2 separate regions of the Macaca mulatta genome follow, and region 2 is linked to region 1. The links are chromatin contacts, called in public Hi-C maps. All regions are on one chromosome and are shown on one strand. Each heading gives the region's core, a stretch centred on a gene start, on an enhancer-like site or on the middle of the called end of the contact. The rest is flanking DNA. Distances are from core to core; before and after follow the strand shown. Region 1 has its middle 220 kb from the start of PTTG2. Region 2 has its middle 330 kb from the start of KLF3.

The links. A called contact is a pair of places that touch in the nucleus more often than the background predicts.
Region 2: a Hi-C map of blood shows a contact between it and region 1, with 4 times the contacts expected there. The contact joins two enhancer-like sites. A contact is called at or near these places in 6 of 14 Hi-C or Micro-C datasets (CD4 T cells, blood, fetal cortex germinal zone and 3 more).

The regions. Positions count from the first base shown.
Region 1 is chr5:37,402,010-37,406,333 of T2T-MMU8v2.0, forward strand. No RefSeq gene overlaps it. Among named protein-coding and RNA genes, the nearest start is that of PTTG2, 220 kb to the left of the region's middle. Within about 2 kb of position 1,627, at least 10 of the 40 cell types and tissues checked have an H3K27ac peak or open chromatin away from gene starts, as enhancers often do. A contact at or near this core is called in blood, where this site is marked.
Region 2 is chr5:37,557,122-37,561,514 of T2T-MMU8v2.0, forward strand. No RefSeq gene overlaps it. Among named protein-coding and RNA genes, the nearest start is that of KLF3, 330 kb to the right of the region's middle. Within about 2 kb of position 2,445, at least 28 of the 40 cell types and tissues checked have an H3K27ac peak or open chromatin away from gene starts, as enhancers often do. A contact at or near this core is called in blood, where this site is marked.

The DNA.
Region 1 (4,324 bases), core at 377-2,876:
GTAATGTTTTATAGTTTCTTTCTGTTTTTGAGACAGGGTCTCATTCTGTTGCTCAGGCTAGAGTGCAGTGGCGTAACCATGGCTCACTGGTGCCTCAAGCTCCTGGGCTCAGCTGATCCTCCCACCTCAGCCTCCTGGGTAGCTGGAACTACAAGTGCGCACTATCATGCCTGGATACTTTTTTGTAGACATAGGGTTTCACCTTGTTGCCCAGGCTGGGCTCAAATGATCCACCTCAGCCTCCTGAAGTGCTGGGATTATAGGCGTGAGCCACCACGTTCAGCCTAGAAGTGGTTTATATTTTTATATAATGCAAATGGTTTTAATTTGGCTTTAGACTTCAGTGGCTATTATCAATTAATCAATATCTATTTTGTACTTAATAGGTACAAAAGGCAACAGAAATACCTAAAATCCGGGGTGACAGAAAAAAGATACATAGAACAGAAAACCACGTGATCAGGGCCAAGTGGCCCATTTCTACTAGATATCTGGAAGAGGGGAGACACATGAACTGGGTGAACATTTGAGGATGAAGAGTAAAGGGACTTTGCTTTTCCCAGCTCTAAATTTGAAATATTCCTCTCTCTTCCTATGTGGACTTTTGTGGTCCTCAGAGGAGAGACCTCAATTCTGAGGAGTGGACAAGAGTAGGTCACGTTGCTGCTTACAAAACAATGACTCAGGCTGGGTGCAGTGGCTTGCTCCTGTAATCTCAGCTCTTTGGAAGGTCGAGGCGGGAGGATCCCTTGAGGCCAGGAGTTGGAGGCTACAGTGAGCTACAATGGTGTCCCTCCACTTCAGCCTGGATGACAGAGTAAGACCCTGTCTCTAAAATAAAGAAAAATAAAAACAAAACAAAACCAAACCCCAATGAATCAAAACCTTAGGTCCTTTCTGGATTTACCTGTGTTAAAAAAGATGTTTACTTTGCCTGTTGGGGAGAGCCACTGAGAAGCAGTGTGAGGGGCTCAGTAGCTTCTGCAGCTTCCTGACTGCGGTGGGCGGAGTGTCAGGAAACCCTGCAGGCCAGGCCACACCACCAGGAGAAACCAAAACAGAACGAGAAACCCCGTGCAGCAGAGCACGGAAAAGTCCTTTGTTGTTTAAAGTTTTTATCTTGCTTGTGGCAAGTCTGACGATTCAGCAACCACCACAGCTGCATTCGGCCAAGGGTTTCCTTGTAGGTCTTTTCTCCAAAGCCGGAACAAGAGCAGTGAGTTAGTCCTTTCCTCTGCCCAGCTCACGTTCCAGTTTCTGAAATGCGTTTAGGACAAGCGGAGCTGGGAGCAGCCGCCCTGAGATTTTTATCAGACTAATTCCGGTGAGAGGAGGCAGAGTAAAACTAGCTGTTTAGGTTCATGGGTGATGCATTTCTGGTCATGAACTTCAGCTCTCTGCATCCTCATGTTGAAATACGTTGAAAGAGTCAACAGGTTTCCCATTACTTGGTTAATGGGAATTAACCAAGTTCCCATAGTAATGGGAACCCTTACTGTGGTTAACGACAGAGGATCATGAAGATTGAGGTTTCCAGACCCTGTTAGGGATGCAGTGGAGATCTGCCAGCCACCATATTTTCTCTCCTGTGAATCCCCCAGATCAGTTGTGTCCCTACTGTGTGCTCTGAGCACAGGTGGTGGGGACCCTAAACCAGGGAGCAGCAAAAGGAGGGAAAAGAGGCAAAAGCAAGGCGAGGGGGCACGCCTGTGGCAGTACCTGCCAAGTGACGTGGGGGTGCTACATGCTTTCAGAACACAGCTGCGGCGTGGCCAGCAGCTGGTCTGGGTGTGGCTCTTGGGGGAGCTGCTGGGCTCGGTGCCGCTGGTGTCTGTTGCAACCTCACTTTCCTTATCTGGGAAATGAAGGCATTGGGGGCAGTGGGGGAGTCTGTCTGCTCTGCCGGTCAATCGTTATTACTGAGGCTCACACATTGTTGAAAAAGTCCAAGAATGTTTTAGAAAACACATATTGTAGGTATTTGTTCATTCATTCATGGATTGATTTATTCTCTCGCTGAAACTTTGTTTTTACACACTGACTCTGTGCTAGGTGCCGAGGGTACCAACACCAATAAGACTGGATTTCCTGCGCTCCTGGGCTCACAGTCTTGTGAGGAAGATAGACACATATGCAGATCATTCTAGAAAAATGATCTGCTTAGTAACAGAAGTGTGTGTACTGTGCTCAGCCCTGTCTGGAAGTGTGGAGAAGACTGACACAAGGGCCAGGTCTTGCAGGATGAGTAAGGATGTCCAAATGGTGAAAGCGTATTTCAGAGGAAAGTCTAGAGCTTGCAGAAAAGAACTTTGTCTGAGAGCCATGGTGAGGCAGAAAAAGAGTTTAAGGAGGCAGCAAAAGGCAGAGAAGGAAACATCGATTATCCTGTTCTATATTCAGGTGAGATTCCAGTTTATCAAGAGAGAAAAAGTCTCCCTTTGTCTTTACACTAAGAAACGCTTGGGTCTTTGCATTGGGGTGGCCCAACACCGTTTATATACCACAGAGCAGGCCACTGATGCTTGCTTTTACCAGGCCACGCAGAGGAAGGTATTTCTTGTTGCTATTTCTCACATAGACCTTTGATAAAGGCTGAAGACTTCATTAACACTGTTGTGATTCTTACCTTTTAGAGTCAAAGTCTCCTTGGAAAATGGGAGGAAAACAATAAACCATCTCCCCGGAAAATGCACATAATTTGCATAAAATTTCTGAGGTTTCCAGAAACATGCTCGCAACCCTCCATGCCCACTCGTGCATTGCAGGTAAAGACCTCTCACCAGTCTCAGGCTGTGAACCAGGGGACTGGAATAACACAGCCCAGATATAGAGCTTTATGGCGACCTGGCCTGATGTTGGCATGAAGTTTGGACACTGTTGAGGAAGAAATATTAGGCTGACCTTTCGTGGGCTGTGGCCAAGGCTGGGTGAGAGCAGAGTGTTGACAAGTGCCCTTTGCCCTGACTTCTTGTGGCTTGGTGGTCCTGGACCTGGGAAAAGCAGAAGCAGCTTTGTAGCTTGGCTTGTTAGTTGCCTGCCAAAGGAGCAGTAACCTGCGGTGAGGTTTGTTTGGCACACTGGCCTTTTTTTTTTTTTTTTGCCATTTATTCACTTGTTAGACTCGAGTGTATATGCCGGTTGGCGTACTTTCTTTCGACTGGGGTTGGTGTATTAAGTAGAGCAGGAGGGGGCGCGGTGATGATAGAAGTGGACCAAGACCATTCTCAGATGGGGGAAGAGTGGAGACAGATGTGTGGGAATGTGACAGGAGCCAGGGGTCACTTCCTTATCGCCAGAGCTTTGAAAGGAAGCGAAATCCTTTTTCAGAGGCTTTGGCAGGGCTAGTCCTAGGGGGAGGCAAGTGAGACATTTGTTGTGGGTATGAAATGCAAGAGGGTACCCGAAACTCAGTAATCAAGAAAAATAACATTTTAATGCAGTTTTTAAAAAATCAAAATGCAAAAAAAAAAAAACCATACTAAATAAAACGTTAAAATTTTAAGTAAAGACAGGATGCACTCCTGTACTTAGAAGACTCTGCCTCACTTACTTTATCCTAATCTCCATCCTGGGCTTTCTTTGGAGCCAAGAAATGCATCCCCTCAAAGTCCCAAACTTGTATTTGAACAACACTTGTGAATTGCAGTAAAACTGGTACCCAGGCATTGCTGAGTGAGTTCTTGTAGCTGTCCAGGAATATTTCCAGGCAGTGGGAGCACTGCTCAGGTCCAGCCTGCCCACCCTTGCCCAAGAAATGTGTGTTGGCAGTGACCCAAATCTTCCACCAGGTGGCACTCTTGCTCCAACCAGGTGCCCCTGAAAAGAGGATTCTTAGCCAAGAGTGATTTAAACTAATTGCTAAATTGCGGTTCTTTTTGGAAAGGCCAGAAAAAATCCTGAGCAGGAATTGGGGTAAACAATGATGGGATATAAAGAGTGTTTGAGGAGTATTCTGGAAAACTTGGAGCAAGGTAGGGCCTGAGTAGTGGCCGGCCACAGGCTGTGCTGTTCTTCAGCAGGTGAGAAAAGGGAGAATTTTAAACTGCCTTTTGTTCTCAGATGCAATATAAACACATGTGACATGGGAGAAAAATGTGGGATTAATGGTTTTCTGCGAAGTATATCCTGGTGGTAACAGCTCAGGCACTTGAGTTAGAAAGACCTGGAATGTTGGCTCCACCACTTCCTAGCTGTGATCTTGGATGAATGACTGGGCTTTGACAAGCCTAAGATTCTGCATCTTTAAATGGGGATTATTGTAGCTGCTCCTCCAGACGGCCATTAGAGGATTAAATAAATGAATGCACATAAGGCTGTTTGCATG
Region 2 (4,393 bases), core at 1,195-3,694, 160 kb after region 1:
TTTCATGAGGGCCCTAGGTTTACGGGGCAAACTGATCCAACTGGAGCCTCCATGGCTTGAACTCTCGGGTTCTCTGTCACAGTTGAGCTGTCTGGAGATGAATTCCACAATCCTTGCGGTTCCCAGGTAAGAGCGGGATGATTTAGCAAAGCCCACCACCACTTCCAGAAAACCAATTCAAAATGCACTAGATACACTCTCTTTATTGTAAGACTACAAAGAAATAAGAATAAGAATACACATTTTTGTACTTTGTATTTTCATAAAGAAACATAGGTAGGATTAAAAAAAAAAAGTAATAAAAATGATTTACCAACAAGGGAGAAAAGGAAGAGGAGAGATTGGATTAAGAGAAAGAAGTGGCAGCGAGTGTACTTCTCAGGTATACTATATTTTAGAATTTTGACTTTTGAGTCATGTAAGTGAATGACCCACTCAAATAAAATTTTAACTTAAAAACTGTACTATTCATGTAAAGGGACTCAGAGTCCCATTTTTGCATTGGAAACACATTCTAGGCAATTTGTCAAAAGGTAGCTTGCTTTAAACGCTCTGTTACCCTATTTTAATAATGGTGACAGTCTATTTGTTTAGCATGAATGAGGGCCTGTAGAACCTGTTGGTAATAGTGCCATAATGGGCATTCAATGATGTAGTGTCATTCACAGGACCTTAATCTCTTAGTCTGGTCTTCCTAGGGAACCAGCTGAGTGGCCTTGGACTCAACCCTGTACCTTTCTGCTCCTCAATTCCTCATCTGTGACACCAGCTTAATTCACCTGTTCTGTGTGCCCATAGGCTGTCATCTGGCTCAACTGTGAAAACGCTTTGAAATCACCATTATCATCATCCTCATGGTGGAGTTTTCAGTTGTGCAGGTACAACTGGAAGCCACTGTGTCAGAAGCGTTTGAACCAGAGTAACTCCATCTTGAATAGGGACTGGGTAAAATGAGGCTGATACCTACGGGGCTGAGTTCCCAGGTAGATAAGACATTCTAAGTCAAAGGATATGATACGATGTCAGCACAAGACACAGGTCATAAAGACCTTGGTGGTAAAACAGGTTGCAGTAAATAAAGAAGCCAGTTAAAGCCCACCAAAACCAAGATGGCAATAAGAGTGTAGGATCCTCACTGCTACACTCCCACCAGCGCCATGACAGTTTACAAATGCCATGGCAACATCAGGAAGTTACCCTATATGGTCTAGAAAGGGGAGGCATGAATAATCCACCCCTTGTTTAGCATATCATCAAGAAATAACCATAAAAATGGGCAACCAGCAGCCCTTAGGGCTGCTCTGTCTGTGGAGTAGCCATTCTTTTATTCTTTTCTTTTCTTTTCTTTTCTTTTCTTTTCTTTTCTTTTTGAGACAGAGTCTGGCTCTGTCGCCCAGGCTGAAGTGCAGTGGCACGATCTCAGCTCACTGCAACCTCCACTTCCTGGGTTCAAGCGATTCTCCTGCCTCAGCCACCGAGTAGCTGGGATTACAGGCATGTACCACCATGCCTGACTATTTTGTATTTTTTTTTTAGTAGATTTGGGTTTCACCATGTTGGCCAGACTGGTCTCGAACTCCTGACCTCAGGTGATCTGCCCGCCTCAGCCTCCCAAAGCATATTCCTTTACTTTGTTAATAAACTTGCTTTCATTTTAGGCTACGGTCTCACCCTGCATTCTTTCTTGTGCGAGATCTAGATGGGGTCTAGATGGGGACCCCTTTCCTGTAACAAGTGTACAGTTTGAGGTCATTGAAAAACAACCAAGTCTAAGATGGGGCATGATACCATCTTAAGAATATTTGTATTTGTCTCTCTGACACTGTCTGCAGACTAGGGTCGCTCAAAGGATGGATCTCTTGACTTTCCAACTCTTACCAAGCATTTTGACAAGGGTGGGAGGGGTCCTTTAATAAGAGGTACAGGCGAAGGAGACAGGAACCAGCCTCTTAGTCTGGACCAGAGAAGGAACTCTGGTTCTACAAACAAATGAAAAGCTTAGGAAAGTCTTGTCCTGACAAAATTCACAGGCTTCTAATCCTCTCCCTTCCCTACCTTAAAAACACACAAGATTAAGGAAAAGACAAGAAAGGCAGTAAGATTCTTGAAAGAGCTTTCAAAAATGAGAAAAGAAAAACAAGAGAATAAACAGCACAATGTGTCCTGATACGTTATGTTTCCCTTTCGTTTTGCATTTTTTTCCCTTTCCTTCAAAAAAAAAAAAATCTAGGATCTTGTCTCCTCTAAGGAAAAATTTGGAAGGAAAATTTGACATAATCTCCAGAGCTGTAAAACTTCTTTGTATGCCGTCACTTTAGTGCTTTTTCTTACATTCCCTTAAGTAGCCAACCTACCATGTGGCGAGTTTGTGAAGCCAGGAAGGGAGGCAGTAACCCGAGAGGCGCTGCAGGGCGGCTCCCCAGGGCGAGGGAGGGCAGGCGGAGCCCCAGCTCCTCCCAGCCGGCTGAGCGCTCGGCCCCTCCTATGGCCGCAGGGGAAAAGGAGGAGAGACCTACATTTAAAAAGGCAGGAAGCTACCAGCTGCGGAGCTCCTGAACTGCAGAGTGAGAATTCCCATTTGTGAGGTCAAATCGAGGTCAAGAATTTCCTAACCATCTCTGAAAACCCCCTATTTAGGGGGTCAAGTCGGGCTGGCAACACCCCAGATCATTAACTAAATCTAACTTGATCTTCAAAAACACAGCCCAGGACTGTTTTTCTTTCTTCTCTCTGAAAGAATGTTTCTCAGTGGCATTTCTGTTACTTCCTGTTTGTGACCGGGCTTTCCTTGCCCTACTTCCTTTTTTAGGGGTTTAGGTTGCCTCGACGGCCATTTCCACTTGGATGGAAAAGGGGTGTGTGTGCGTTGGATTGGAAGGGAAACAGCTCACATTTATTTTTATGTTGTAAAACGCTTTTCTCATGCATTCACGTTCTTTCATTTACGTTCTATAGCAACACTATGAGACCAACAGTGTCTTATATGCCCAAATTACAGAGAAAGAAACTGAGGCTCAAAAAGATTAAATAAGATGTCCAAGTTCACTCATCACATAAAGGCGCAAAACCTGGATCTGCGTTCCAAGGGTCTGAAATCCAAAGGGGTTTGGGGATTTCACGGGGTCTGAATCTAAAACTGAAGTTGTTTTTCATTTATTGAACCCTTAAGGGAGACCTAACTTTAACTTATTTGGCAAAGCTTTCTTCAGGGGGGACTTTTATTCGGTCTTTATTATAGAGTTTATTCTTCAAATGTAACGAAAAGACTTAGCTTAGTGCCTTCCCCAGAGCAGTGGGAGAATTATGAAGGATGTACTATTGCTTTTTTTTTTTTGCAACCTCTCTGCTCTGCCATCTTTCACCCGCTATCCCAGGGCCAAGCTGGGGCGTTCATTGTTGCCCCGGAGCCAGGGCTGCACTTCCAGCGTCAGGCAGTAGGGGGAGCATGTGTGCAAGAGGAGGAAAGCGGCTCCAACTCGGGCAGGAAACGTCTGAGACCGTGTGTCCTTGCCCGGCTCCGGTTGAAAATTTAATTTTTTTTGCTGCCTGAATACTTAGAACCCATGGCTCCAAGCTTCTCTGCAAAAATTTATGCTTACTGATTTGTAGGGTGGGAAAAAACAGCCTCAGGGAGCTGTAGAAAAAGATTACATGTGTCCACTGGATCAGAGGAAGTGAAAACCTCCACACGGCTTCTGGGGAAGGATCCAGGCCTCCTGGCCTTCCCGCCCCTATGTGAGGGGGAGAGGACGCAGAGGCCCGCATTATGGGCCGTCCTGGGTCCACGCATCCCAGGGCCTCCACCCGAAACCTGCCAGAGAAGACAGGATTTCTTGTACAGTCCCTAGCGAAAGAATGAGAATGTACACGGCAAATGGGGAGAAACGTTTGTGTTTTTTCATTGTATCCCTGGCTTCTGCAGCAGTGCAGGTGGCTGGCCTGGCTTCTGGTACTCACATTGACAGAGCCTGTTAACTTAGGCTGCGCTTTGACAAGCGCCTTGAAGTCAGGTGGAAAAGAAACGAACGTCCTAAGCTTGAGCTCATACTAGGTCTGGGATAACTTTGAGTGCTGGCAGGTCACCTCTACTCCGGGATGTAGCTTTCTCCCATTTCTCCTTTCACCATTACAACTTTAGTTTCTTAACCTGGGAAAGAAAAGTTTCAAAACTGCAGCAATGGAGAACCCCGAGGGCTGGCTGGCAACAGTTTCATTCCCAGGAAAAGAGAGAAGAACCAAAATTTGATGTTTGCCTGCACTTTGGATTTGGATGTAGGAGACAACTGATACTCTTTTTTTGATGGTAGTTATTTACAGAAAACGTTGGTCTTGGTTCCAAATACACATGAGATTTGTATTCTAATGCACCTGTTCCTGTGTTTTTTTTTTTTTT